Linked DNA regions of Mus musculus: region 1 is linked to region 2. Evidence: chromatin contacts called from public HiChIP or PLAC-seq data. All regions are on one chromosome and are shown on one strand. The core of a region is the stretch at or near the end of the contact, and the rest is flanking DNA. Distances in the headings are between cores, read along the strand shown.

Region 1 (6,825 bases), core at 984-3,483, 1.3 Mb before region 2:
ACTCCTGCTTCAGCTATTAGATATATTTGTTTTACAGTCTTTCTTTCTTTCTGGACCCAATAGAATAATCTTAAATACATGATGTAAATATACGTACATAAAAGTGGTCATGAAGAGCAGCTACTAATGATGAGCTGTGTCCTTGAGAATATATATGACGCTGTCTTGGCAACGAGACAGGGCTTAGGGAGACAATTCACCGCTCATGGAAATGGGTTTTCTTGCTGACTTGGAAACTCCTGAATAAAAATAAACTCTGAAAAATATTATAAAAATATATCTAAAAGCATCGAATTAAAAAACAGTTCAAATAGAAGAAGCCACCCTGGCCCCAATGATCCCTAAACTTCTTTTAGCTCTATTTCTTCCCTTTATATAGATGTATTTTACCTGTATTTTCCTTTGATCATATGGATTATGCTTTCAGAAAGAGCTTAAGAAATATTTTTCTCATTACAATTTTCAAAACTATCATGTCCATATGGTTGAACAGAGGAAGATGATACTAAAGTCCAACCATAACAACAGTTAAAACGATAATATTTATATTACATGTGTCATTTTGATATTTTAAAAGGAGGCTAAGTATTTTATCCATTCCCCAGGGTTCCTGTTTACCCCCAACTGAATTCTGCTTCTGGACTCAGGGAGGTTAGATTTAGAACCAGGTTTCACCAAACGCTTCTCATTTTGGACATCCACATGTTTTCGCATTTATAATTTAATATATTTTTAGTTTTACTAAAAATAGGTTTTAATATACTCTGATTATGGTTTCCCCTTCTCCAACTCTCTAAGATCTTCCCTACCTCCCCTCCCATCAGATTTCATAACTTCCCTGTCTCCCATTAGAAAATAAACAGGCATCTAAATAATATTAAAATAATATACATTAAAATAACAACAAAGTACCCCAAACTGGAATAAAACAAAACTAACAAACACATATTTGTACATAGATTAGATCCCATAAAAATCACCAACCTTGAAGCCATCATATTTATGCAAAGGACCTCCAAGGTGGGAAGGCCCTGACAAAATATGAGACAATGAAGCTCCACTGGCTTTCTTTTGCGTTGTGGGTCATCAGTTGCTGGGCATAGAGCCTACATTTAAGAGTAGCTTGAAATCCCAGTGAGACTCCACTGGAGAGAAGCAATTTTTCCCTCTCACCTTGACTCTTTTCTTTATTCTCCTGTATTCTACCGGGAAATTCTGATTAGTAATTTAGTTACTTAGCAACTAAGCAACTAGCTCCCAGCTCCTCTCTGGTTGACAATGGTGGCATTTTAACGTTTCAGTCACTCATGCTTCCTCCAGGAAATAAGCTAGGATCAGGAGAGAACTCAAGGCTGCCATCCCCAGCACTCCTTGGCAGTGTGTTCCGACATGATTCTTGGGAGTGCTGACATGAATATTTTATGTGCAACCATTTGTGAGACCCGAGATAGCAGAAGTTCTGTTTTGGTGTGTATCCCTCTCTCTGGACTCCGAACAAACCCTAAGGCTCCTTTACCGGTGGGATGTGATGGAGGAATGCTAGGGAAACCTCACTGGAAGGTTTGCTTCCTTCCTGTTCAGATGCCTGCCATTGGAAAATGTTCTCCAGGAAGCTGGCTGAACCATGGAAACAGATCAAGATACATGCAGGTGCTGTGGGTGAAAACTGCAGTAAGCCCCTGCCAAAGTGAATACCCACTGCCAGCCATCTAGGATGTTCTAGCTTAGTCCAGCATTAAGGGGGAAGAGAGCCTCATTAAGCAATAGAATGGTGAGAAAAAATGCGATGGTGCTTCAGGCCATTACGTTTAATGGTACTTGACTGCTACAAATAGATTACATGAAAGGAAAGATGTATTCAGCTTATGTGCTGAATATATTTTTGTCAATGTGACACAAACTTGCATTATCTGGGAAGAGGGGACCTTGGCTATGAAAATGCTTGCATCAAATTGGACTATAGGGAGGTGCATGTGTGTGTGTGTGTGTGTGTGTGTGTGTGGGAGGGCAAGTTTCTTAAGTAATGCTTGATGTGGGCAGGCACATTGTAGGTAGTGCCACCCTGGGCCGTCATCCAAGGAGGTAGAAGAAAAGGAGCTTAATGTGGCGAGCTGGAGGAGAAAGCCAGTAAGCAGCATTCCTTCATAGCCTTTGTTCCAGTTCCTGCCTCTGAGTTCCTGCCCTGACTCACCTCTATGACTAACCATGATCAGAACTTGTAAACATAACAAGCACTTCCCTTCCTAAGTGGCTTTGGGTTGGGTTTGTCGTAGAAACTAAAAGCAAAGGAAGATAGTGTGTAGAAAGAACTGACTGTCAAAATGAGGAGAGCCAACCAATGAGCCTTGTCAGCACAGACCTTGGTGTGAATGGGCTTATGTTGGATGAGGCTCAGCATCCCTTCCCTTTTGGGGGGTTACTAACTGACTGCTCTATCTCTCTCATCTCCTCTCACTATAACATCCATGTTAAAAGCTCACAGGTCAGACAAAGAAGCCTCCTGAATTCTGTTCTGTTTCCTGAGTCTGTACTGGGGCTGGTTGGCCAAAGCTCCCCCTAAGGATTTTCCTTATCTGGAATCTTCTTTAAGACACAGGAGTCCCTTAGGACACTGGCAAAGTGGCTATAGTAGACCTTGACCTAGATACTCATCATCTAGCATTTTTTGTGTCTCCCTGCCACACCTCAGCCTCTTTTGACTGGACCATACAGATAAATATAAAGGTCTCTGCTCATTTCCCCACTACCATAGAGCTTAGTGGAAGGTTGCAGTTAATCATGGTGTATTTATCTCTTCCCCTAACTTCTTGCTAAAAATCATAATCTTCACCAAAACAAACAGAACCCTCCTGTAGGACAGAACATTGAAGACTATGATCAACAGATTTCTTCTAGCTTCAATTAACTACGAGCCTGGCTGTGTTGTATCCTCTAACCTATGGCCATGCTATTAGTTCACCAACTAGTTCACTGAGCTGACTTTGTATCATCATCTACTTCCAATCTTCATATGGTGTGAGGCTTGGTTTCAGACACAGACTGAGCAACAGAATATTTGCAAGTCTGAGATTTGCACAGTGGTAGATGTATTTCTGTTAATGGTCCCAATTCCTTCAATGTTCTAACTGAACCTCCAGTAATTTCTTGACAGTTTCATGCTGTTCAGCTAGTGTTGTCATCTTACTTTATATAAAAAACTGGGTTTTAATGCTTTATTACTTTGCAAAGTCTGAATCTGGCTAAATTGGATATAAAGTATCCTCACAGTTTTTATAGCTTGATTTCTACTTAGTTCTGGGATTGCCACAATATTCTCTAGTACCCAAGATCTAAGGCTGCCTCTTCCTAATGTGCTCTCTGTGCCCATTTCACATCAGTGTAATTCATTCCTCCATCTAGATTTGGGGTTTATAGCATCACTTTGACAATAGTGCGAAAGAAATGATCCCTCTATACTGTGAAACCCTCACTTTTTCTAATCATCTCTTCTTGTCCTGGAGCAGTCTGTCTCTCAGTAGTTATGTAGAATCCATTCTATATTTGTTCACTGACAATTTGACATCTTTATTATATCAGTTGGTTATGAACAAAAGAAATTATGGGCAAAATGGAGCTTGTTTGGCTAAATTTCCCTGGTCTTTCAGCAAAACACTGAACGAATGCTGCGCCTGTCTCAGATGGGCAGAGGTTGTACTGGATGCTCATCTGATGCTAGGGCTCTGCTTCATGTTCTTGTTCTCCCTCTGGAATGTGCACTTGAAGAATGGATTTTAAGGACCAAATCAAAGGGTGCCAATCTTCCTGTGCTTTTCAACTAGTTTCAATGTTAGGGACACATTGGTGAGAAACCAAAGAAAAGTAAGTAGTCCCTGGTGTTCTTGCCACTTTCTTCTTCTCTTTCATCACTTCTTCAATATGATTTTTGTCATGGCCTTGTTCCTATGTCAAATGTCATAGGTGTTGAAATGTTGTTTTCGCAGAGAGTGTGTATCGTGACTATTCTTTGTGGTTTTCCTTCTCCAGCAGTTACAGTGGCTCATTATTCATTCTGCCTTGGGACTTTGGAGCTAACCATTTTTGTTTCTTTTCAATTCACCTGTGGTTTGTAAATAACTCTTTAATTAAATTGTCATTGATCACTCCTAACATAACACCTGTTATCTGCTAAGAATCATAAGGCCTAAAACTCCAAGTATTTATTTAGTAAACTTCAATTTTCAGAATAGAGAGAAATTTAGAAACATATAGCCCACAGATGTTAGAGCTATCGTGTTTGGATTTAAATAGCACTTTAGACAATGTGCTAGTCTGACAGTAAATAGCGCAACATGCTAAAGTTACATGTCTATTAGTCAGTAAGACTTGGAGTCCCAGTGTTCAGGTTTGCTTTGTTGCTGTGACAAACACCATGATGGAAAACAAACTGAGGAGGAAGAGATTTTGGCTTTCACTTTATAGTCCCTCTTCAAGCAAAGCTGAAACAGGAACTCAAGGCAGGAGCTGAAGCAGAGGCCATAGAAAAATATTGCCTATGGACTAGCTCCTCATGGCTTGCTCAGCCTTCTGCTTTATTAAACCCAGTCCCACTTTCTCATGGGTGTCACCATCCACCTTGAGTGGAGTCCTCCATCTTCAACCAAAAATAAAACATATGCTGCACAGATTGTCCTGTAAGCCAACCTCATGGAAGCAATTCTTCAGTTGACACCCCCTCTTCACAGACAACTCCTTAATCTCATGTGACATCAAATAGTTTCTTTTTTCTTAGTTTCCACATTTCACTGGTGTTTATGATCAGACTGTAACTTTGTTTTTCTATGTTGAAGAATTTCTTTCTACTTTCTTTTGCCTCTGGATTTCAGGGTGTTCTTACCACTGTCTGTATATCTATATTTTTCAAATTTAGTTTACAATTCTATATTTAGGACATTTAACAACTAATAAGTGTATATATATATATATACATACATATATATACATATATATATATATATATACATATATATGTGTGTGTGTGTGTATACATATATGCTGTGAACAGCTTTTATCATCAAAATATGTAATTTTATCTCAATCAGTATAATTGATCAAGGAGGAAATTTTGGTTAACATGACAAAACCAAATTACACTGTGTGTGCATGCATGTGTGTATGCGTGCATGTGCTGATATGTGTATGCCTATCAGGTGGAGGCCCATTTGCTGCAATTCCAGGTTTCCTGTTGTATTTTATGATTTGAAATTCACAGGATTCCTGCAGAAGAGAGTTCAGCTTGATGGAAGCAATACTTCCTTGGGAATTATTGTTGTGTTTTTTTTTATTGGATATTTATTTAATCTACATTTCCATTGCTATCCCAAAAGTCCCTCACACCCTCCCCCACCCACTCCCCCACCCACCCACTCCCACTTCTTGGCCCTGTCGTTCCCCTGTACTGAGGCATATAAAGTTTGCACGACTAATGGGCCTCTCTTTCTACTGATGGCTGACTAGGCCATTTTCTGATTCATATGCAGCTAGAGACACAAGCTCCAGGGGGCACTGGTTAGTTCATATTGTTGCTCCACCTATAGGATTGCAGATCCCTTTAGCTCCTTGGGTACTTTCTCTAGCTCCTCCATTGGGGGCCCTGTGGTCCATCAAAAAGCTGACTGTGAGCATCCACTTCTGTGTTTGCTAGGCCCCGGCATAGTCTCACAAGAGACAGCTCTATCTGGGTCCTTTCCCAGATACAAATGTCTTTTAGGTTTGCTGAGGGATTATCTTCTTGCTTTTTCTAGGACGTGGTTTCAGTTCTTGTATTGTTTTTTTTCTGTTATTATCCTTTGAAGTGCGGGATTAGTGGAAAGATAATGTGTGAACTTGGTTCTGTCATGGAATACTTTCGTTTTTCTATCTAACGTAATTGAAAGTTTGGCTGGGTATAGTAGCCTGGGCTGGCATTTGTGTTCTCTTAGTGTCGTATAACATCTGTCCAGGCTCTTCTGGCTTTCATAGTCTCTGGTGAAAAATCTGGTGTAATTTTGATAGGCTTGTCTTTATATGTTACTTGACCTTTTTCCCTTACTGCTTTTAATATTCTATCTTTATTTAGTGCATTTGTTGTTCTTATTATTATGTGTTGGGAGGAATTTTTTTCTGGTCCAGTCTATTTGGAGTTCTGTAGGCTTCTTGTATTTTCATGGGCATCTCTTTCTTTAGGTTTGGGAAGTTTTTTCTTCTATAATTTTGTTGAAGATATTTGCTGGCCTTTTGAGTTGAAAATCTTCATTCTCATCTACTCCTATTATCTGTAGGTTTGGTCTTCTCATTTTGTCCTGGATTTCCTGGATGTTTTGAGTTAGGATCTTTTTGTATTTTCCATTTTCTTTGATTATTGTGCCGATGTTCTCTATAGAATCTTCTGCAACTGAGATTCTCTCTTCCATCTCTTGTATTCTGTTGCTGATGCTTCCATCTATGTTTCCAGATTTCTTTCATAGGATTACTATCTCCAGCGTTGCCTCACTTTGGGTTTTCTTTATTGTGTATACTTCCCTTTTTAGGTCTTGGATGGTTTTATTCAATTCCATCACCTGTTTGGTTGTGTTTTCCTGTAATTCTTTAAGTGATTTTTGTGCTTCCACTTTAAGGTCTTCTACCTGTTTAGCAGTGTTCTCCTGTATGTCTTTAAGTGAGTTATTAAAGTCCTTCTTGATATCCTCTACCATCATAATGAGATATGTTTTTAAGTCCAGGTCTAGCCTTTCGGATGTGTTGGGGTGCCCTGGACTGGGCGAAGTGGGAGTGCTGGGTTCTGATGATGGTGAGTGGTCTTGGTTTCTG
Region 2 (7,252 bases), core at 1,546-4,045:
TTCCAGGAGAGCAAGAGCTACACAGAGAAATCTCGCATTGAAAAGCCAAAAACCAAAACAAGAACAAAATAAACAAAACCAGAAAGCCACTAGGAATGCCCACTGTGGTCACAGCCGGTGCACGATTGTAATACCAGCATGGGGAGCTGAGGGGGAGACACAAATCACAGCCGACGTGGGCTACAGAAGACGTCTCTCTATCTCCTACAAGCAATGTACTCACAGACATAAGATATTAAACTGACCATCTCGGCCATTCTAAGTGCACAGCTCAGGGGTAAGAAGTACAAAACACTTAGTGCTGTCAGCTGCAAGCTCCTTGGTACTACTTCTCATCTCGCAAAATGAAAATCTCCACCGGGCAAGCAGCAACTTCCCCCTCCCTCAGGCCTTGGCAGCCACCTCCTTCTTTTCTCTCTAGATTCATAGATCTATGAATCTGTCTGGATAAGGAACAGGGCATTTAAATTTTTTTTTTTAATTTTAGCCAAAAGGTTGGAACACTTTCAAACTGCTAGATATATGTACCTCTTTGGGATTGTCTCTGGCTTGTATTCTTTCTTGCAGAGATGGGGTGTCAACCGTTCCTAAACCAAAGGAGACAGTCACTGTGGTTACTTCAATTGAAAGGGGAATTAAACCTTAAACTCCTTTTCCACACGATAAGCAAGCAGTGAAATCTTTGTCCTTTCTCTTAAATGACACTCTGAGCTCTACCTGCCTGACCACTAAGTGTCATCAAAACACACACACACACACACACACACACACACACACACACACACTCACACACACACACCCTAGTGGTTCTGTGACAGCAGGCTGGGACTCTGGGTGAATTAACCCGCTCTCTCAGTGACGCACAGTCATGCTATGTTTGCTTGATGATTTATAGATCTGTAAGTATCTTTGCCTTATCTCAGCTAGACCCCATGGGAGCCCAGAGACGTAGAAAACAGCACGTCTGAGCTTCAGCAGTCTGCTGTAAGGATTGCAAACCATTCTGCTCTGTTGCCAAGTTCACCACGGGGATCCTGGCCTCAAGTTCACGGTTGCCATAGACTTAACCTATCTGCATGCTTCTACTGGTTTCAGTTTTAAACTATTGTTAAAAGTTCTAATAAAAACATAATTTGTTTTTCTTAAGAAGGAAAAATAAGGGCTGGAAAGATGGCTCAGCGGCTAAGAGCACTGACTGCTCTTCCAGAGGTCCTGAGTTCAAATCCCAGCAACCACATGGTGGCTCACAACCTTTTGTAATGAGATCTGACACCCTCTTCTGGTGTGTCTGAAGACAGCTACAGTGTACTTAGATATAATAAATAAATCTTTGGGCAGGAGCGAGCAGTGTAGGAGTGAGTGGGGCCGGAGGGAGTGGAGGTCCTGAGTTCAATTACCAGCAACCCCATGATGGCTCACAACCATCTGTACAGCTACAGTGTACTCATATACATAAAATCAATCAATCAATCAATCAATCAATCAATCTTTTTTTTTTCAAAGGAGGAAAAATAAGCAGGATTAAAAAGTTAAAACCCATTAAGTACCCAAGCCTATATAGTTGTCTGGACTTTCCCCCTAACTCATGTAATCCAAAAGCTCTCTGTAGAAACCTGGATTTTTGTTTTGTTTGCAAGATAACAGTGCTCTGGGGTATCGATTGGTCTCTCTGTGGGTGTAAAATAATTTTTTTAAGTATAGAATAGAGTTTATTTAGGACATGGGAAGGGGAATTGAGAAGGGAATAGAGACAGAGAAGGGGGGGCTGGCCAGGAACATACTGGGGAGGGAGAGGGAGAGGGAGAGGGAGAGGGAGAGGGAGAGGGAGAGGGAGAGGGAGAGGGAGAGGGAGAAGGAGAGGGAGAGGGAGAAGGAGAAGGAGAAAGGAGTCAGGGAAGGGAGAATAAGAGGTAAAACAAACTTTTAAAGACACCTCTTACCTTTGTCGGTAGACCACACAATTGAGAAAGCCACACATAGATCTCGTCTCTGTTCTGAAAATGTTTCCTAATTTTTTTTATCATTTGTCATTTTTCTGGAGATGGAGTATCTTCCATATCAGATCCTGCCCTGTGTAGAATCTTTTCCTTAGGTTCTCCATCACACACACACACACACACACACACACACACACACACACCCTGCCACACACAGGCAGCACTTTCAGCTGATACAACTCTCCCTGTCAGCAACAGTCTGAATCTCCCCATTACTGCAGAAGAGACATCCACTTACCCAATTTACAAAATTTTGCTCCCCCATTTTGCTTGTCAATCGCCTACTAAAAGTCCAAACTTTTCTCAGCCCATGTTCACCTTGAGCTGACCATAGCAGTCCTCAAAACCCTACAACTGTAAGTGCTGAGTGGGTGTCACAGTTTACATGTGGCTGGCAGTGGTAAATACTAAATGAAAGCTAGTGTGAGCCCATGTCCTGGTGTCTGCTGTGCCACGTCTACATGTCTGGCTGGAGATAGTGACTCACAACCATTGGCACTAACCCAGACACTCATTCACTCCTCTGCATCAGGGATGGCCTCCGTGACTCACAGCTAGTTCCTCGTTCTAGAGTTTGATTTTCCAAGTCCTATGAAAGTTCTAGCTGTGAAAACAACCACATATTCTAGATCTTCTGCCTTTTTTTTTCCCCTGATGGCCAGTGCCACAAAGGTCAGGTGTAGTCAAGTGTAGACAGTGAATGTCCTTTTTCTCAATATCACTTGTGGCTGAATCTCCACCCAAAGAGAAATGGGACAGAGTATCCCAATCTCTGTAGTGCAGGCCTGGCTGACAGTTAATGGCTTCCCCTGAGTAAGTCTGTGGTTCCCAACCTGAGAATCAAATAGAATCTTCTATAGGACTTCCCAAAGGACACACAGCTTTCCTATCAACACATCCCCTCAATGTTGGCATGCCCATCTGGTAGATCACCTCAACTCTGGCAGTGGACTATTGAACACCTTAGTAGAACTAGGCAATGGTGGTCCATGAATTTAATCCCAGCACTCTAGAAGCAGAGGCAGGCAGATCTTTGTGAGTTCAAGGCCAGCCTGGTCTACAGAGCAATTTCCAGGACTGCCAAGGCTACACAGAGAAACCCTTTCTGAAAACAACAACAATAAAAAGAAAAACTGACCAATCCAAAAACAAAACAAAACAAACAAACAAACAAAAAAAAACAAGCAAACAAGTAAAAAAGCAAAACAAAAAGAAAAGAAAACCTTAGTCCTAGACAGACACTACTCTTTTCAGAAGACACTAATCACCCTTGTTAGGTACCCTGTGTTTGTTTTGGGTGGGTGGAACCAGAACAAAACATACCTGGTTACCTAGAACCTATGTCATATCCACAGTTATTAAGAAAAGTGGTTTTGCTGGGTATAGTGATGCACACCTTCAACCCCAGCAGCAAGCGGGCAGAAACAGGCTGATCCCTGCGAGGTGTAGACCATCAGGTTCACACAGTGAGTTCCAGGCGGGCCGAAAACGATGGAACAACACATAAAAAGCAAAGCAGGTTTCTCTGCTTCTTCATAGAGCGATCACACTTTTTTTTTTCATAACGGTAGTTATGCTTTGCTTTGAGTCACGTGATCTGTTGAAACCTCTCCACTCTGGCAAGAAGGCGTGAGCCATCCAGGTGGGAGTGTCTCCAGGAAGTTTTACTTATAGAACAGGCCACAGCATCCTTTTGATTTCAGAGCCACTCTGGTTGTTTGGGAGTTTGGTGGACCCCTGTGTTCCCAAAGGCTCCCCCGACTTTCTGTCTGCTGTCTGCCTGCTGTCCCCTGCTGTCCCCTGCTGTCCCTGCTATCCCATGGAAATGTTCTGCTTTTCTACTCACCAAGGACAACATCACCACAGTCAACAGGTTCTAGCAAGTTTTGTTTCTCAAACTGAGTCTAAAGCATTTTGCACATGCTGGGTTTTAAACCCCTCGCTCTCTTGCGCTCTCGTCTTGCTCTCTTGTTCTCTTCTTTTTGAGACAGGGTTTCTCTGTGTAGCCCTGGCTGTCCTGGAACTCACTCTGTAGACCAGGCTGGCCTTGAACTCAGAGATCCGCCTGCCTCCTGCCTCCCAGTGCTGGGATTAAAGGCGAGCACCACCATTGTCCTGCTGTTTTAAATCTTCACATCGAGGCTTCTTCCAATTGACTTGGAACCTCTGTCCAACAAAAGCTACACTGCTCTCTTAACAAAGTCAAACCTTTAGTTTCGATGTCTGTCAGTGGTGGAAAGCAATATGGTAATTAAGCTGATGAAAATGTTTTATGGTGCCAAACAGCATGTAAGAAAGGCCAGGCTCCCACCCTCTCACCCCGGGCTCACCTGGACACACACAGTTGCATCTGATGCCCTGTTGGATGAAGTCTGCAGCCACGGACTTGGTGAGACCGATCACAGCCGCCTTGGTAGCACTGTACACACATCTGTTCTCCACCCCTGGGTGAGAGGGAACCAGGGACATTGTTTCTTTGGAAAGGAGCACAGAAGAGTGCCCCACTCAGTTTCTCACTTCTTCCCATCACCCTCCTTTTAATTTTTATTGTTTGAATTAAAAGAAAACCATTTTGAAATCAGCTTTCCCTTTGAAGAGTGAGTGACTTAGGGTCTCCTCCTATAATAGGGATAGAGACGGTTTCTGGGTGCAGAAAGTGCTACCGGTGTCGCGGAACCTAATTTGGACTTTGGTGTTGAGATATTGCTAGCGCTTTGTAGCCGTCGCCTGCTGGTCACTGTCACGGGGTTTCACTGCATCAGCTAGGAAACCCTCATTCCTTTTTAGAAACTTTGTAAGTGAAGAAGTATAAAGGCCACCTCACCTACATTCCGCTCATGTATGTTTCATATTTTATAAGAGAGAGAATGCCGTCTTGGCATTGATTTCATTTTTAAAAAAATATATGTATTTATTCCCTCTAAAGCCCAGGATTCGCTCCCCCTCCTCCCAGTACCTCCTCATACAGAGCCTCTCTCTCTCTCTCTCTCTCTCTCTCTCTCTCTCACACACACACACACACACACACACACACACACCCAGGTATCAAACTCACAAGCCCGTCAATGCCAGGCTCTGACGGCTCTCCGTTTAGTCCTAGCCCCTTCCTTGCCTTCTCTTTGAGGATCCAGATTCCTTCTTGTCTGAGTTGTAACCTCAAGGCCTGCTTGCATATGGAGCACTTTGTGCAAGCTTCTGTTAAGAACACAGAACACAGACTCTGAAGCCGAGTCTGGTACTGCACACTGCACACCTATAACCTGGCACTTCAGAAGCGGAGGTTGGAAGATCAGGAGGAATCCAAGCCAGCCTTGGCTCCAATTAGGAATCTGAGGCCAAGAGCTCCCTGAGACTATAAGAAGCACAAGATGGAATCTGTCCCCTTTTGTACTGTGAAAAGAAAAAAAAATTTTTTTTTCTTGGTCCCAAGGAGCTTTCAGCTCAGCTTGCAGTCAATATGTCACTTCGTATTACTTCAGTGATAAATTTTTTCTTCTCCTAATTCAATTTTCACTCCCATACATAGAGAAGGGATAAAAGGAAAGGCAAAGACAGTAATTTTTAAATTTAATTTGATGAGTGGAACAGCTATAACAATAGGCCTGATGACATAAACCACTTATGATCTTTCTTCCTTCCTTTTTTTTTTAAGCCATTTTGAATTTTCATGTGGGTTTCATTAACTTGTTTAAGTTTAGTTCTAAAATCCACAGCTCATGAAAGAACCGTGTGTGTGTGTGTTTGTGTTATGTGTGTGTGTATGAGTGTGTCTGTGTGTGTGTATATGTGTGTCTCTGTGTGTGTGTATGTGTGTATATGTATGTGTTATGTATGTGTGTGTGTGAGTGTGTCTGTGTGTGTGTCTCTGTGTTTGTCTGTGTGTGTCTGTGTGTGTGTGTGTATGTTTGTGTGTGTCTGTGTGTGTGTGTGTGTGTGTACTCACCCCAACCCCCACTCCGAGGAAGGGACTACTACCTTTGATGCTGGAGGCCACAGACGACATGTTGATAATGTTGCCTGACTTCTGAGCAAGCATCTGCCAAGACAAGGAACAGTCATGTGCATCCTGCTGGCTGAAATACTCACTCACTGGCACACTTACATCGACCCCTAGCCACCTAGACCCTTTTCTTTCTTTAGTTTTCCCTTTCTTTTTGGAGACAGGCTCTTAAACTACAGCCTAGACTGGCCTTCAGGCTCCTCATACGTCTGCCTCATGAGTGCTGGGATGACAGGCACACACCACCACGTCAGCCCAGGGTACCAGCTTCTCCGTGAAACCACTTGTCAGGTGGAGGGCACAGCAAAGAAAGCAGAGTCAGTGGGGAGTGGCAGAGCCCAGAGAGCTGCTGGGGACAGGACACAAGCCAGAGAGCAGGATGCCTGGCATGGCTGCGACATCCTGTAAATCAAATAAAGACGGTTCCTTCCAGACACTGATCTTGACACTCGATGTAAGGGACTTAGGGGAAAATATATGTCCTGCTGGCCGAGTTTCTTTACCAGTGCTTAGAAGGAATGTAGGGGTTTGTGAATGGAGGCTCCAGAGCTGGGGTGGCCAAGAAAGTCCACTTCCTTGTGGCACTTTTCTTACTCTCCATATTAATACTTGGGGCTTATTATACCCGAGATCTGAGAATACAGGACAAACCGCAAGGAATGGGGCTGCATGGGCAAAAAGCACACAGGCGAGGCTGAGGTGACAGCCATGCCGAGGGACGCAGTAGAGGGGAAGCAACAGTTACTTAAATGAGCCTTTGTTGTCTTTTGTTTGTTTGTTGTTGTTGTTTTGTTTTGTTTTCTTATTTTGAGACAAGGTTTGTCTGGGAAGCCCTGGCTGTCCTGAACTCAATTTGTTGACCAGGCTGGCCTGGAGCTCATAGAAATCCACCTGCCTCTTCATCCCGAGGGCTGGAACTAAAGGTGTGCACCACCATGCCTGCCTGCAAAGCGCCTCTGTAGATGATAAGGGGGATCTTAAAGCCAGACATAATTCCCCCTGCCTTGCCCCCTTTAATCCTAGCCCCCAGGAAGCAGAGGAAGGCAGATGGTTGTGAGCTGAAGACCACCATGATATACACATGGTGAGTTTAAGCCAGCCAGTGCTCTGTAGTAAGACTCCAAAAAAAAAAAAAAAAATCTGGTTTATCATTTTTTCTTATCTGATATAACCAACACGAAAAGCTCAGCTTAGTATGGAGACTGGCTATGATACAAGTTGTCTCCAGTCTTCTGAAATTTAGTAATTTCCAGGG

The links. HiChIP or PLAC-seq counts read pairs in DNA pulled down with a chosen protein or histone mark.
Region 1: a FOXA1 HiChIP or PLAC-seq map of pancreatic cancer cells shows a contact between it and region 2. The contact joins two enhancer-like sites. A contact is called at or near these places in 3 of 39 promoter capture datasets (the 3T3-L1 cell line, hippocampal neurons and pre-B cells), 1 of 115 datasets of contacts at active chromatin or transcription factors (pancreatic cancer cells) and 1 of 9 other capture datasets (liver).

What each region holds. Positions count from the first base shown.
Region 1 is chr3:136,573,584-136,580,408 of GRCm38.p6, reverse strand. No RefSeq gene overlaps it. Among named protein-coding and RNA genes, the nearest start is that of Ppp3ca, 93 kb to the left of the region's middle. Within about 2 kb of position 2,233, at least 16 of the 459 cell types and tissues checked have an H3K27ac peak or open chromatin away from gene starts, as enhancers often do. A contact at or near this core is called in pancreatic cancer cells, where this site is marked.
Region 2 is chr3:135,294,009-135,301,260 of GRCm38.p6, reverse strand. Bdh2 (3-hydroxybutyrate dehydrogenase, type 2) reads right to left here. Exons shown (of 10, transcript NM_001172055.1): 6 at 5,973-6,033; 7 at 4,328-4,441; 8 at 529-587. All of the region lies in intron 1 of Gm46826 (a long non-coding RNA gene), which reads left to right. Among named protein-coding and RNA genes, the nearest start is that of Slc9b2, 10 kb to the left of the region's middle. Within about 2 kb of position 2,795, at least 81 of the 459 cell types and tissues checked have an H3K27ac peak or open chromatin away from gene starts, as enhancers often do. A contact at or near this core is called in pancreatic cancer cells, where this site is marked.